5 separate regions of the Sus scrofa genome follow, and regions 1, 2, 3 and 4 are each linked to region 5. The links are chromatin contacts, called in public Hi-C, HiChIP or PLAC-seq and promoter capture Hi-C maps. All regions are on one chromosome and are shown on one strand. The core of a region is the stretch at or near the end of the contact, and the rest is flanking DNA. Distances in the headings are between cores, read along the strand shown.

Region 1 (3,113 bases), core at 254-2,753, 610 kb before region 5:
AACTTCAATTTACACATCAAAAGACTGGTGCCAGTAAGGCATCTTCAGGGACTCTAGGGATGCTACAGAGCTTTGCCACCAGACACAGACCAGCTCATCTACCAAAAACCATCTTCTGAGGTGGGGATCCCAGAAACCCAACAGCCTTTCTTCACCCCGACACTCCCATCCCTGGCCATATACCTTAATTTTGACATATCGGTCTGACTGGTGCCGGATGAACTTCTTGGTCCTCTTTTTGACGATCTTGGGCTTCACAAGGGGTCTGAGAGCAGCCATGATGCCTAGAGAAAGAGGCAAAAGACCAGTCAACAAGTCTCAGAAGGAGGCTTTCCTGCAGGGGCTTGAACACTGTTGCAGAGTGTCTTCCAATCACCAGCTACCAAGCAAGCTAGGAATGGAATGGGTACCTCTGCCAGGCTTGCTGTCCCTCCCGACTCCGAAGCTGGCAGAATACTAGCCATTCTCCAGATGCGATCCTGGGAGGTAAGGGGTCACCTCACCCACTCAAAAGCTAAGAAATAATGCCTAAAACCAACAGCAAAGGGTAAATCTGTAGAGAAGCAGTAAGTCCCATTCGAGTCTCAACTGCAGGCCAGGGGCAATCCACATGACCCCAAATCTATTTCCTCACTGTAAGATGCAGATATTGCACATTCAACACTTGCAGTGCCGGGACCAAGAAACCTGTAATTACCCTAGGAGGCTGCTAACACTCAAAGGACACCCCAAAACTGTGAGGTTCTTCTAAAGTGCCTGGAGGCCTTGGAACACACCTGGTCATCACCTTAAAATGTCACCTTCCTCAAGGCCTTCCCGCTACCCTATTTTTACTACTGTAGCACACTTTCTCTCTGTTCACGTTCATCAATATCTTTGCCCAGCACAGAGCTGGGACTCAATTTGTCCAGAAAACGAACGACCTCCTGCCCCCAATGGTCTCCTCAAAAGACAAAACGCAGTCCAACATTCCCAGACATCCCGACCCGACACCAAAATTTCGGTTAACTGAACAAGTCGACTCGCAGTCGCGTTTTGTTTTGCTTTTGCTGATCCCCCCCACCGCAGCAACCCCAAGGCCAGAAACTGGAGAGAAGCGAGCGCCGAGATGAGGATTCAGACAAACACAGGTAGGCAGACATCGCTGAGGGGGCGAGGCGATAACTTGAGCTCAGAGCCGTTAGGCCTGAATCACTCATCGCTCCGCGACCCCCAGGAACTCCTTAGCGCGCGGCGTCCCCAGTGCTCATACAAGCTGTTCGTAACTGACCCCAGGTGGCCTCCGTAGGAGGCAAGGGAGCCCTGCGAAGGGAGCCGCCATCACCGCCAGGCCGCTTCGCTCTGTTCTTTGTACGCGCTCCAACCGACCGACAAGGACAATGCCCACCCAGACGACCGCTCGGAAGGTTAGGCCTCCTTAACAGGGCACGATGGAGCCAGATGGACACCACAGAAATGCGGATGGCCAACGATTAACACTCACCAGGCGGGCGATGGCTGCCACCTCCGTAAGGCAGCGCCGAGGAAGAGAGGGAAGGGTGCGCGCGGGGGCTGATGGGACTTCACCTCTGGGTCCCGGCAGGGAAAAGAGGAGCACTTCCGGCTATTGGTCTTTCAAAGAAACTAAAGACACGTCAGAGGAATAATTCTGAAAAAACGTCGAGAGCCACCTGTGTTTTCCTAGACATTAATATCTAGGAGTATCTCTGAAAATTTTCGTGCCTGCTGATGGGACAACGTAAAAATTTGGAATTCTTTTTGAGCTTCTAAGACCTGGCGAGGAGGAGCCACTTCCGCCAGGAACTGAAGCCGCCCTCCGCAGGATTATCCAGTTTTTAGATTATTTCCGCCCACGTTTTTTCTTTCGACGTGCGCCTCTTAGTGGCCTGGAGGGAATAAAACAGTGACTGCGGAATTCCCCCACGTGAATTTAAAGAGCAAATAGACTGTGTAACAGCTCTCATTCAATGGGCTTCTCACAGTTCTGTGAAGGTAGTTCTATCAATTTCCCCATTTTACAAGTGTAGAGAGTGAAGTTTGGAGTTTTTACTCCAAAAACCACACTTCTGACCATAAGGCTAAACTGTCTAGTTTTTAATTGTTGTTCTTGGCTTGCTTCGTTTTAGCTTTTGTTTTTAAGATTGCTGTGAAAATCAAATTTCAGAGAAAAGAAGCCCCTTGATTCCACAATCCGAACATGATAGGGTTATCATGTCATCAGTGACCTGAGGTAGAGAAGTTCCAGGCCAGCTGGAGACCAAAGCTGAAGGGGATTGTGTTGTCGACTGAGTGATGGGTGAGAAGGGAAGGGAGTGAGTGTTGACAACTCCTCCCTGACATTTTGACTGTGGAGGGGAGTGTGAGGAGACCCAGAAAAGTGAACCGTGAAATGTGAAGTGAAGGTCTGGTCCAAGGTCACACAGCTCACCACCTGGGGAATCCTGCTGGTCCTGGGGGCTGAAGGAGTCAGCTGGGGTTCCAGGCAGGAAGGCACTGTGCTAACAGCAGCCCACATGGTGTGTGCCATGAAGGAGAAGGTCTTGACAGGGTCAGGTGAGTGAAGCGGGTGACCAGTCATGAACAATTGGGCATTCTTGCAGTTGTGAAGGCCTAAGAAATTTAGAAGAATGACCCAAATGGCTTAGACCTTGCAGGATGAGAGACTTGCTGCTACTTATTTGAGGGGGGCACAGGGGCACCACACTGCCTGCTGCTTCCCAGTAGGCACCGAGACCCAAGATAAGAGGCTCAGGACCTCAGCTTTCCAACACCCCTCTGGCCACAGCTCCTAAGCAAGAAGTCACATCAGCTGGATCACAGCAACTCCATCCTGCTTTATTTCAAAAGAACAAAGGTCAGGAGAGGGAAATAACAACCACAACTTTCCCTGGACTCATCTGCCCTCTGAGACCCTGGACACTTTGGGATGACTTCCCACTGGAACAGTTTCTCCCGTCCGGCTCTCTAATATTCTCCCGCGTCTTTGGCCCTGGGCTGCTGACTGCTCTGGCTGTGGCCCCAAGGTTGGCTAGGTTTGGCAACACCTAGTTGATGTGATAGATCTCAGGGGCATCGTAGTAGGCACAGGTCATGTAGTTCATGGCTTTAATGGG
Region 2 (2,987 bases), core at 117-2,616, 580 kb before region 5:
GGAAGATTAAGTTACTTGCAGAAATGATTCCAGAACCTAGGTCTACTAAATCTTGGTCTAATACTTCTTCCCTTGTACTAGCATTGAAAAACTTTAGTTAGTGTATCCTAATCACTAAATCACATATGCTAAAAGTTGGCTGGGTCTACAGAGATGTCTAACCAACCTCTTTTCTACAAATAGGGAAATTAAGTAAGAGCTAGTTACTAACTAGAATTAGAATTAAGGTCTTCTGATGTGATGTGGGATTAAATAATTTAGGGGAGCTGGGTGAGTGGATCTTAAGAAATCATACGGTTCACAATTTTGGAGATAAGAAACTGAATATTGGTGAAAACAGCACAAACTTTAAAATCAACAGACTAGGTTCAAATCCCAGCTCTGCCATTTACTAGCTGCATTCAAGATCAAGTGACTTAACATCTCAAAGTCTGTTCCTCCATTTGTTAAAAAAAAAAAAAAGACCTAATACTTCCTTTAAGGTAATTCTGAGGATTAAAGGTTTTTTTTTGGGGGGGGTAGGTAAATTATCTTAGCCCCACACCGCATATACACAAATACTTAGTAAGTGTCTGTGGTTTTTTTCCCTTACCTCTCATTGGACCGGTTTCTGGGGCGCCCCTGGCTCCTTAACATGACATCTCCTCCAAAGTCTTCCTAGGATCCTCCAACCCAAGCAGTCGTCTCCCAGCACTAGGAAACCTTCCTGCTCCACCCAGCTCCCATGTCATTTCTGGGGACGAGGTCGGGAGCCGACCCCTCCAGAAGAGCACCTGATCCCCAGCCCCGGCTCGCTGGAAATAACTCTGGGCCTCCACGTCTCCGCCGACCCCAGGAGAGAAAGGCCCACCCACCTACTCCCTCTCTCCCATTTTTCAGGTGGTGAAACTGCGGCCCGAAAGGGGACAATGACTTGCCGGAGGTCACAGGGCCGGTCTGAGTCTAGGCGCTCAGTGGCGGTGATCAAAGGTGCAGCTCCGCAGTCCCCGGGGCTCGGACTCTCCATCCTAGCCGTGCCCCCCTAAGCGAGATCCAGCTGTAGCAACGGGCCGAGAGGCTGCGTCGCTCTGAGTGAGGAGCGGAGTAAGATGTGAAAACTTCTCCAGCTCTGAGCGATAGGCTGGAACCAAAAGATGAAGGTAGTGAATGTCTTTCATACGCCTCAGCTGCTTTGCGGCCGCCCCCTGGTCCACAGGCGCCATTTCCACGGCTCACCCAATCCAATCCTTTGTCGAGAAAGACGCACCGCCCCCTCACCTTAGGGGTGACCAATCGCGCGCGCCCTAGTCGTGCAGACATCTTCAAGGCTCGGGTTCCATTGTTCAAGCCCTCTCTTTCAGACATGCGCACTCGGAACGCTCGGCTTCGCGCGTAGCTCACTGCGCATGTGCGTTGCCAGGGGTAGCGCAGGTAGCCGAAGTGGCTCGCGGCTTGAGGCCTGTTGCCGAGGTGGGGAGGTGGGGCCGGAGGTGTGAAGCGAGCCGCTATGAGGGCCGTATTGACGTGGAGAGATAAAGTGGAACAGAGGTTAGGAGTGGGGCAGTCCGGGAGGAGCGGGAGGCCAAGCCCCAGCGGGATAGCGGGCGCCATTGCGTGAACCCCGGTGGTTGCCACGGGCAACGGGCCTGTGGCTCAGGCAGAGGATAGTGAGCCCCGAGAATCAGCGTCTGAGAGGTCGCCCCCCAGCCCCTTTTCGGATGGACACTGAGGCCTGGAGAGGGAGCAAGGGCAGTTCTGCGCGTGAGGTAGTGGTCTGTCGAAGTGGTTTTACACATAGTCATAACCTGGTCTTGTCTTTTTCTTACTCAGAATCCATCCTGGGCTCGTCTTAGACCCATGACAGTATTTCTCTAACTTCACCACTTTTGCCATATCCACACATTACCTCTACTCTTTTTTGCTTGACTTTTCTTCTAAATTTCCTCATTTATTTTCGTTTAAATATAATTTTACAAGGAAACTTTATTACGCCATATATGAAAACCAGTTTTCATTTGCTATAAATGTAAGTTAACTGTAACTTAAAGCTGGGAGAAACGAAACGGTGTTAACACGGTATAGCTAGATACCGTTGCTAGGGAGTCTTTAAACCTTCATTTGGAGATTGAGCAGGTGTTGTCCGTGAGGTGCTTGAGATGAAAAGCATCAAATCATGACTTTCTCATGTATTTTATTAGAAGGCTTGAAAGAGACTTGAAAGAGAATGACTTTCTCACTTTATGATTCACTGTTGTTTAATGTCCTATTCCACTTTTATCACCTAAATCTATCATGTAAGGATTCCTTTTGCAGGGAATACTGACTTATTGGGTAGTTTTCCTCAGCCTGACTTTCACAGTCTTCCTCCATGATCTTTTCAACTTCATTGCGAAGCCTCCGTTTGGCTAGTGGCCTTCCCTCTCTTTTCTTGGGCCTTTCTGTGTGAGGAAAGCACATCTTCCTTCATCTCCTTACATGGAAATCCTAAACATCCTTAAGGCTCCGTTTGGAGATGATTACTTTCTTTACACTAGTAAAAGCTAATGCTTACTTGGTGACTTTGTGCCAGGCACTGGCTAAGAACTTTGTATCTTTTATCTCATTGTCACCTAACAACAGCCCTCTAAGGTAGGTACTGTACTTACTTCTCTTTCACGGATGAGGTGACCGATTCACAGAGGGTGGAAAATTTGCCAAGGTAACACAGTGAGTAAGTGGTGGAGCTGGGAGTTCCCCTAGTGGCTCAGTGAAAACAAATCCTACTAGTAACCATGAGGTTGCGGGTTCGATCCCTGGCCTCTCTCAGTGGGCGAAGGATCCGGCCTTGCAGTGAGCTGTGGTATAGGTCACAGACTTGGCTCAGATCCTGCGTGGCTGTGGTGTAGGCCCACAGCTGTAGCTCCGATGCGACCCCTAGCCTGGGAACTTCCAGATGCCACGAGTGCAGCCCTCAAATAAAACAAAAAAACAACAACAAAAAAAGTGGTGGAGCTGGCTTTCTTCCTCAC
Region 3 (3,071 bases), core at 228-2,727, 510 kb after region 5:
CCTTCAGAGCCCTTACATCCTAACCTTCTGCAGTAAATCCAAAATTAAACCAAAGGTTAGGCAATTTGCTCTGATATAATGGAGAACAGAGCGGCTTTGGAGTCAACCAGTGTTGGAGACCACTGAACAGCTCAACTCTGCGCAAGGCAAATATCTGCTGACACAGAGTTCTAAAGTACAGGGTCTCCTACAAAGACATTATGCATCAACTATGCTATTCAATAAGCAGCTGAACTATGCCCTAGAGGTATGCACCAGTGCGAATAATTTCCTTTATTATTCACTAAGAGGTACCCTTGTCTTTGCCTATGCTTGCTCCAGCCCACTAATCTACATAAGGCATCTTCCTTAATAAAAGTGGGCTAAAACCCAGGGCCTTTGTTTCGTGGAAAGGAGTGCCTCCTGGTCTCCCACTTTCTTAATGTAAAAGAGTCTCGTGTGTTTTGTTATACCGCACCATCCCTCTTCCAGGATTCCCCATTTCCCTGTAGCGATGGACGCGGCAAACCAGACTGATTGAGCCTGGTTCTACCATGAAGAATTCTGAATGTAAGCTGGAGCAGGCCCCTTCACTTTCGGAGCCTCAATGTCATCATCCAGAAAACCGGAGATAGGGAGTTCCTGTCGTGGCTCAGAGGTAACGAACCCGACTAATATCCATGAGGAAGCAGGTTTGATTCCTGCCCGCTCAGTGGGTTAGGGATCCCGCGTTGACTGTGGCTGTGGCATAGGCCTGCCAGCAGCTACAACTCCAATTCCACCCCTAGCCTGGGAATTTCCACATGCCACGGGTGCGACCCTAAAAAGACAAAACAGAACAAAAAAAGGGTATATTACCCGCACCTTCCTCCTAAAGCAGTTGGGAGGGTTCAGCACAACAGGCTCTGGAACAAGTACTCAGAGCAGGTTTTCTTCCCAGGAGTTAACTAACTTAATAAAGCTGATTTTGTCCTGTTAGACCTGACAGCTCCAGGCCGCGCACCTCCAGGTGTATGAATATCGGGTTACTTTCTGGTCGGGGATGCGGGGCATACGGGATACTGGGAGGGAGGTAAGTCACACTCTGACATCCTGGAGGGACCATTCTGGTCCCTGAACCAAAACGGAGGATGACAGAGAGTACAGATAAGGGTCCCCTCCAACGGAAACGGAGACAAGGCTGGCAAGGAGGCCTGGCTGTCCTAGAGCGGAGGCAGGAACATTCCTAACCCGGAAAAGACGGCAGTTTCAAGCTGGTGTCTTGAGGGGCCGGCCTGGCACGGGTGCACACTGGAACGGAGACGCCCAGGCCCGGGTCCGGTCTGAGAAGAAAAGCCAGGCCCGGGGTCCCGTCTGAGGGGAGACTAACCCTGCGTCCCTGAGGGAAGAAGCAAGCTAGCCGAGATTCTTGTCCGGCGGAGGCAAGGAGAACGCGGAGCCCGTACTTACCGAGGACGCTGTGACGTCCAAAGGTTTTTTCCTCCGGTCCATCATGGCCCTAGAGTGTCCCAGCCCAAAACGAACGCTTCACGTATCCCGGCAGGCCTCGAATACCCGCTTCAAGAGCGACCGGAAGTGTCTTTAAGATAGCGACGCTGTTTACGTTTTTGTGCCATCTTGAGAAGGTCAGAACGTGGTAAGTATTGCGTCCGTGACCATCTTGAGAAGGTCTGAGAGCTCACAGAGATGAAGCTAACTCCTAAGGCCATCTTGAAGAGGGCGGGAGGTAAAAAGGCTAGTGTTGGCGCCATCTTGAGGAGGTCTACATACGGCTTTGCGGAGCAATTGGCTCCATCTTGAATGGGGAGGATTGGGTGTGGCAATGGCGCCATCTTGGGAAGGGCGTAGTGAACTAAAATGAATGTTTTCCCACTGAAAAAAAGAGATGGGTTACCAGGATCGCAAAGATCTAAATGCCATTTGAAGATCTGCTATATGCCAGGTACTGTCTGGTGCTTCTCATATGTTATTATTATTATTATTATTATTTTTTGTCTTTCTGCTGTTTTTTTGGGCCGCTCCCGCGGCATATGGAGGTTCCCAGGCTAGGGGTCGAATGGGAGCTGTAGCCACCCGCCTACGCCAGAGCCACAGCAACGCGGGATCCGAGCCGCATCTGCGACCTACACCACAGCTCACGGCAACGCCGAATCGTCAACCCACTGAGCAAGGGCAGGGACCGAACCCGCAACCTCATGGTTCTTAGTCGGATTCCTTAACCACTGCGCCACGGTGGGAACTCCTCATATGTTAATTTATTTAAATTCTCACAAGAGTCCTATAAGATAAGGATTATTAATTTTAGTGGAAATAACAATAATACTAGCTAACATTGATATAGTGCTGTGTGTCACTTTACATATTTCAGCTCCTAGGAATGTTAACTCCAGGAGTCAACCCCCTCGGTTGGAATCCCTCCTTCACCACTTACTGGCTGTATGACCTTGGAAAGTTACTTTCTATGTGTCTCATAGAAACACATATTTTTATTTCCAAAAGGGAATAAAATAGTACTTACTTCATGGAGTTCAATGAGGATTAGATGAAGTGAGCTAGTCGGTAAAAATATTAATGATGTGGTAGACAGGGTAATGACACCACCCAGCACACCCCTGAAACTATGTTTTCTTCTATGGCAAAAGGGATTTGCAGATGTGATTAAGGATTTTGAGAGAGTGAGGTCATCTAGGTAGGTCCAATGTAATCACAAGGGTCTTTGTAAGAGGGAAGCAGAAAGGTCAGAATCAGTGAAAGAGCAGATGCTACACTGTGAGCTTGGAAGAAGGAGGATGGTGCCACTGTGGAGGCATGTAGGCAGCCTCTAGAAGCTGGAAAAGACAAGGAAATGGACCCTCCTCCAGAGCCTCCAATGCAGGGCCCCTGCATCTAGATTGTGGCTTTGCAGGGCTCATTTCAGGTTTCCCACCTCCAGAGCCTTAAGAGAATACATTTGTGTTGCTTTAAACCACTAATTTTGTGGCAACAATAGGAAACTGTTACCAATGATAATGACTGAAGCAGTAGCATTTATGTGTAACTGTTTTCATGGATCATCTTGTTTAATCGTTGGAAGAATCCCAGAAGTGGGAGCT
Region 4 (3,103 bases), core at 451-2,950, 530 kb before region 5:
AGTACCTGGATAGGAAGATGTTCCGGGAAGCCTACCAGATTGCTTGCTTGGGTGTGACAGACACTGACTGGCGTGAGCTGGCCATGGAAGCTCTAGAAGGATTGGAGTTTGAGACAGCAAAGAAGGTAAGCATCAGTCAGCATGAGCTGGGATTTGGTCCTCGAAGGGTCCCTTGAGGAGGCCAGAGGGGGTCCAGGTGATGTGTGGATAGGCAAATGCCCCCTGTCGTGGGCTCAATTTAGATTGACGTGGGCTGAGATCCCAGCTCAGCCACTGCCCAACTGTGCAGTTGCTCATCTGTAGAATGAAGGTGATGACAGTCCCCATCCTAACGTGATAATGACTGTAAAGCCTGACACAGAAGGGCCCTCTGATGGATTCTGGCTGCCTGTCTTGTTAGCAGTCATCCAGGCACAGCACCCAACCAGTGGGTGCCTTTATCATGGGTATCAGCACTTACTGGTATTAGGTCGTTAGTTACACAGTGCTGGTTTTCTCGGCACTCTGCTGAGTGCATTGGAAGAAATAGTCAAGTTCTCTGATTCTGACCACAGCGTCACTCCACTCAGATGTTCATGGCATGAGTCACAGCCTTGATTCTTGGTCGTTTCCTGGCCTCATCTAGTAAAACTAGAGAGATGGTTAAAAACATTTCACCCTTTTCCACACATTGGAAAAGCCCAGCTCCATCTCTGAGATAGGTTTTCATCTGGAACCCGAGCTGGGGAAAGGAATGGCTTGAAACCCCTCTCCTCTGTTCCTCTCTCCCCTCCTCTTCCCTTGTCAGGTCTTCTTTTTGCCCATACTCCTGAGCTGGTGGGGAAGGAGTTGCAGACGTGTGTGGTGTCCACCCTGTGCTGGGGCGAGGCTTCTAGGCAGGAAAAGAAAGTGGACGGAGGCCAGGCCAGGACCCAGCAGCCTGGGTGGGGAGCAGCTCTGTCTGCTTGGGCTGGATGACCCCAGGCCAGCTACGTCTCTGGGTGCTTCGGTCCTCCCGTTCCCACAGCGGGCACAGTGAAAACACCCCCGCCATGCCTGCACAACGCAGTGTCACAAAAGGGATTTTAAAACTGCCAGTGGTTGTACAAATGCCAGGCATTATTAAAAGTAAAATCATCACACTGTAATAATTTTATTTTTAGATCTATTAAGTGTCAGGAGGATGGTAACAGAGGAGGGCTGGAAGAATGGAGAGGAGAGAGGAGGCAAGTCCAGGAAGGCACTTCCTTCTGCCCCACACAGGAGTGCCAGGAGGGGAAAAGGGTGATAGAGGACTCCTAGACTGTTTTTTTTTGTTTTTAGCCTGGAATGAAATTAGAAGTCTTCCTTAGAGAGTGTCATCTGCTTACACCCAGGCACTCAACCTCAGCCTCTTGCTGGTATCAGCCAGCCCTGCCAAGCACGGTACCTTGGGCACATCAGGTGTCAGCACGTGTTTGAAGGACAAAAACTAAACTGGAATGACCCTCCACATGTTTAATGACACTCCAACTCTGTATCCCCCAGATACTCCCTGAGAATAGAAATTACTGTGTTAAGCCCACAAGATTTTAACTACAGACTAAAACTTGATCATTTTTGCCAAATTCCAAGTGCCCACCTTTTCTTTTTCATCTGCTTTGCCAAGTCACCCAAGTACACTAGGAGGTACCGGTGTCCCCACTAGATGGCAGAGGAGAGCTGCTTAGTACGTGGGGATGCGGCCCTGCTCCGTGTTCCCACACTTCCCTTGGCTTGAGGTTATCATGGCCTTGTGACTCTGACCACTCTGACCAAGGCATCCTTGACTCTGCAGAATGTGTCAGGGCTGAAGGAACTCGGAAACAGGTTTCTCACGGTGGCAAGTCCCAAAATCCTAGCAGAGCAGGATTCCTTGCTAGCTTGTCCCTGTCCCTGGCAGCATGGCAGCAGGGAGGGTTCAGGCCCCCGGCTGGGAGTTCTCAGAGCCAGGCCTGAGACCTTGCGTGCTCCTTCTTTCCTTTCTGCCACTTTGCTCCAATATATCTGGAGACCTACTGCCTGGCAAGAAGGTATTCTGAGCCCTCCATCCCTTGCTCATGTGGACCCTGCCTGACCCGTTCAAGGGATCCCTCTCTTGTTACTGCTGTGCAAGGCTCTACTTCATCCTGCTTCCTGCTGTGGCCCATGCCCAGTGGGTCTGTGTTCTCCAGGGCGTCTGGTTCATTGTTATATAGCTCTTAGCTCAAGGAGGTTCCATGATCTGTTTAATCTCCTTGCCTCCCCTTTTAGAATATTCCGAGGGGGATGAGGGCCAGGTCCCCAGCCCCTGACAGGATGCCTGGCCCTGAAGGATGAGATGATGAAGTCACATTGTGGTCACCTGTGAGGCAGCCAGAGGCCAGATGACTTGCTCATTTCCCCATTTCTTTGGATGGAGGATGTTGTGCAGCTAAGTAGGGACACATGTGGCCAGGATTGTCATTGTGCTTTTTAAACTCTGAGGGTTCCTGGACCTGGACATTCCCCCAGGTGTGTGTCAGCCCACTTCATAGAGGGCTGTGTAAAGGAGCATGCCTGGATAGAAAGGGCAGCAAAGCCACTAAAGATCAGCCTGACGTGCAGGGTTATGCTCCTCTAAACCACTTGCAGAATCTGATAGCGCCAAGATGCTTAGCTAACTTCAATTGCCAGTGGAAAACTGCCTCAAAGTTCCTAGCAGCCCATGGGTTAAAGTCTCTGACATTACTGTACTTGTAGGATTTCCCTAAGAGTTTGGCTTCCAGGGACTGCAGTCCCTGCCTCCCCCTTCCTTCCAGAAACCATCTGTGTCCTTTGTCTCCCTCTGTGCCAGCACCACGGGCTCTGGGCACCCTGTGTTTGTGCCCCGCTGGTCAGTGTGGCTGTCCCTGGTCACTGAGGTGGGTCTGCAGTCTCTTCCCAGGCAGTCTCGCCCCATGGCTGCCACCTCAGGGCTCAGACTGGCCTTGTCTGCCCTCCTTCTTAGGGGTTCCTCCCAGCCAGCCCCATCCCTGGCTGCAGGATCCCAGCTTTGTTTCCCTAATCACAGAGTGAGTGATGAAACCAGGGCTTCTTTGCCATTCTTCGTGTGGACAGATCCCAGGGATAAAGCCGTGCCTCCCTG
Region 5 (2,829 bases), core at 158-2,657:
GAACTTTTAGGATCTACTCTCTCAGGAACTTTGAAATATGCGATATAGTATTATTAACTAGAGTCAACATGCTGTGTATTATATCCCAAGACTAATTTGTCTTATAACTGGAATTTCGTACCTCTTGTCCCCCTTTGCTCATTTCTACCCACCTCCCCAAGCTTCTGCAGTGACAATGTGGAATCCTTAACCCACTGCACCACAAGAGAACTTCAGTATTTGCTTTTTCTGTTTGATTTATTTCACTTAGCCTAATGCCCAAGTCCATCTATGTTGTTGCAAACGGTAGGATTTCATCCTTTTTATGGCTAAATTGTATATATAATTTTATCACATTTTCTTTATCCATTCATTATCTGTTAATGGACACTTTGGCTGTTTCCATATTCTTGGTTACTGTAAGGAATGCTGCAACAGGCAGATGCAGCTATCTTTTGAGTTAGTGTTTTCCTATTTTTCAGATAAACAACAAGAACTGGAATTGGTGGATCATATAGTAGCTTTATTTTTTAATTTTTTGAGGAACCGCCATCCTGTTTTTCATAGTGGCTGCACCAATATGCATTCCTACCAATAGTGCACAACTGTTCATCTCATATCCTCACCAATGCTTCTTTTTGATAATAGCTCCTCTAACAGGTGTGGGGTGTTCTCTCACAGAGGTTTTGACTTCCCTTTGAAAATGCCACAGATTTTCCCTGACCGCAACGTACACACCTGGGATCGATACTCCTTCTCATTCCAGGCCCCACTCTCATGCGGTTCTTTCTATTCCAGATGTTTTCACATCCTCCAGGCTTGAGCGTTCCTTTTCTCTCTAGTGCTTGGGAGCGTTAATTGACTTTAACTTAGAACTGCAGTTGCGGGTGCAAGAGGCATTAAAGACGCCTCACTACCTCATTCATTGTGCACCCCCGTCAAGCGCTAAAGAACTACAGGATTCAGTTTTCTTTTTTTGCTTTTTAGGGCCACACTTGTGGCATATGGAATTTCCCAGGCTAGGGGTCTAATCGGAGCTACAGCTGCAGGCCCACACCACAGCCGCAGCAATGCTGGATCCCAGCCGCCTCTGCGACCTACACCACAGCTCACTGGCAAACGCTGGCGAGCCCAGGGATGGAACCAACCAGCATCTTCATGAATACTAGTCGGATTCGTTTCCGTTGGGGCACAATGGGAACGCCTCAGTTTTCTCATCTGTACAGTGGTGTGCATAGTCAGGGACGGGGTCTAATGCTCGGCACCTAACAACCTGGGGCGTCAAAAACCTCGTAAAATGGCAGAGCCCCCGCCCCCTGCCACTTCTAAGAGCGCCTTCGCTGAAGCCGCAGCTGTCCGTGCCTGGGGAGTCTGCCCACCCCTCGAAGACTCGGCGCTCTTCCGGCGTCTGTCAGCCTGCCTTCCGGTTTGGGCGCCGTCGCAGGCGCGCCTGCCGAGCGCCGAGCAGTCGATGGAGATGGCGGTCGCTCCTGCGTGAGGGGCCGCGGAGGCCCAGAACTCGGGTCTCAGGACTGCGAGCCCGCGGGAACCGGTGGGGTACCGATGGCTGGGCGTGCGTGCGGGGTGGGATGGGGTGCGGCTCCCCTCAGGAGCCGGCCGGGGGGCGTGGGACCCGTGTGCAGTGGTGGGTGGGACGTGCGTGGTGGGCGCTGCAGCTCGCGGGCCGCGTTTCCCTCACGGGCCGACGATGATTGGACCCTGGTTGTGTGGTTGCGCTGGGCTGTGGGATCTGCGGTTGGGCGCCCAGGTGGTTGTGTTTGAGTCTCTGCTTGTGGGAGGTTAAGGTGTTTGAGTTCAGGGTTTGTATGGCGTCCGCGTGAAGGTGTCGTGTGTGCCCTGTGAGGACGAGTCTTTCCCGTCCTGTGTAGTGGTGCGGCGGGTGCGCTTCGTGTTGAGTTACGTAGTGGCTGGCGCGTGGCCCTGTAGGTTTTATTCGTGGTTTTGAGGTGATTTAAGTTGTTAGGGGCTCGCATATGTTGTGGATGTGGGAGCTGGCTCTGTGGTTTGTGGTCGATCCCTTTGGTTTGTGGTGGGTGTCTGGTTATGTGATTGCACGGGTCGTGGCCGTTCATTCATTCACTCACTCATGCGTGGAGCGTTGTTGCCTGCTCGGTGGTTTGTGCGGGGCACTGAGCCCCACCTTGGGGTGTGGTGGTGGGGGTGTGGTGGTGGGGAACGTGGCCCCCGCCCTCCAGACCTGTAGGCTGATAGACTTGTGTACCTGTGATTACAAATTGAGATAAGTGCTGTGAGGAGAGGTGCAGGGCCGCCCCACAGGAGACTGGAGGCAGGGTGGGTGCCTTGGCATGCGGGGGATGGTATGTGCTGGAATTGTGGTTGGTAGGGTCAGGCGTGGGAAGGAAGGGAGCTCAGGTCAACCGCTGTCTAGGGAGGGGCCAGGAGCTGCTGTTTCAGCGACCATCAGGGAAAGGGGCTGAGAGGTGCATGTAGGGCTTTTTAGTTAGAGGAAGAACACAGAGACCTCGTGTTTTGTTTGTTTATTTTCTGGGTCATTGCCAGAAATCAGTTTCTCCTGGGTGGCCCTCTAAGCAGGTCATCCACAGCTCAAAGCTGAGGGACATTCATTCTGCCTCACAATCTCTTGTAATTTGTGGCCTCAGGTTCTTGGGGGGAAGTTTCTTGTTTTTGTGGAATGGTTTTGTCTGGGTTCTCCTGGCTGGAAGTCTTTGTGAAGTGACATTGGAAGTGATAATACTCGAAAATGTAACTTATTAATCCCTGAATTCTTAAAGCATCAAATTCCTTTATTTTTGAAGTAGTGAGAGCATTAGGCTTGCTGGTTCATAAAATCTAGTAAATTTACTTGAG

What was found. Promoter capture Hi-C pulls out the DNA fragments that hold promoters and counts their contacts. Hi-C and Micro-C count contacts between places; a contact is called where the count stands out from the background. HiChIP or PLAC-seq counts read pairs in DNA pulled down with a chosen protein or histone mark.
Region 1: an H3K27ac HiChIP or PLAC-seq map of alveolar macrophages shows a contact between it and region 5. The contact joins the promoter of RPL32 here to the promoter of RBSN in region 5. A contact is called at or near these places in 2 of 2 datasets of contacts at active chromatin or transcription factors (alveolar macrophages and skeletal muscle).
Region 2: a contact with region 5 is called in a Hi-C map of liver, with 4 times the contacts expected there. The contact joins the promoter of IFT122 here to the promoter of RBSN in region 5. A contact is called at or near these places in 1 of 5 promoter capture datasets (liver), 1 of 47 Hi-C or Micro-C datasets (liver) and 1 of 2 datasets of contacts at active chromatin or transcription factors (alveolar macrophages).
Region 3: a promoter capture Hi-C map of fetal liver shows a contact between it and region 5, with 4 times the contacts expected there. The contact joins the promoter of CCDC174 here to the promoter of RBSN in region 5. A contact is called at or near these places in 1 of 5 promoter capture datasets (fetal liver) and 1 of 2 datasets of contacts at active chromatin or transcription factors (alveolar macrophages).
Region 4: a contact with region 5 is called in an H3K27ac HiChIP or PLAC-seq map of alveolar macrophages. The contact joins the enhancer-like site here to the promoter of RBSN in region 5. A contact is called at or near these places in 9 of 47 Hi-C or Micro-C datasets (embryonic fibroblasts, epiblast stem cells, fetal heart ventricle and 5 more) and 2 of 2 datasets of contacts at active chromatin or transcription factors (alveolar macrophages and skeletal muscle).

The regions. Positions count from the first base shown.
Region 1 is chr13:68,791,675-68,794,787 of Sscrofa11.1, forward strand. It overlaps RPL32 (ribosomal protein L32), which reads right to left and starts at 1,504. Exons shown (of 5, transcript NM_001001636.1): 1 at 1,484-1,504; 2 at 184-284. The coding sequence starts at 279. It overlaps EFCAB12 (EF-hand calcium binding domain 12), which reads right to left. Exons shown (of 9, transcript NM_001243853.1): 9 at 2,815-3,113. The coding sequence ends at 3,045.
Region 2 is chr13:68,827,344-68,830,330 of Sscrofa11.1, forward strand. It overlaps IFT122 (intraflagellar transport protein 122 homolog), which reads left to right and starts at 1,367. Exons shown (of 30, transcript XM_021069363.1): 1 at 1,367-1,527. The coding sequence starts at 1,487. MBD4 (methyl-CpG-binding domain protein 4) reads right to left here and starts at 1,216. Exons shown (of 8, transcript XM_021069359.1): 1 at 855-1,216. The coding sequence starts at 1,006.
Region 3 is chr13:69,917,419-69,920,489 of Sscrofa11.1, forward strand. CCDC174 reads right to left here and starts at 1,478. Exons shown (of 12, transcript NM_001244302.1): 1 at 1,429-1,478. The coding sequence starts at 1,470.
Region 4 is chr13:68,874,666-68,877,768 of Sscrofa11.1, forward strand. It overlaps IFT122 (intraflagellar transport protein 122 homolog), which reads left to right. Exons shown (of 30, transcript XM_021069363.1): 15 at 1-125. Among named protein-coding and RNA genes, the nearest start is that of RHO, 32 kb to the right of the region's middle. Within about 2 kb of position 1,701, at least 26 of the 83 cell types and tissues checked have an H3K27ac peak or open chromatin away from gene starts, as enhancers often do. A contact at or near this core is called in alveolar macrophages, skeletal muscle and subcutaneous adipose tissue, where this site is marked.
Region 5 is chr13:69,402,588-69,405,416 of Sscrofa11.1, forward strand. It overlaps RBSN (rabenosyn-5), which reads left to right and starts at 1,408. Exons shown (of 12, transcript XM_021069366.1): 1 at 1,408-1,531.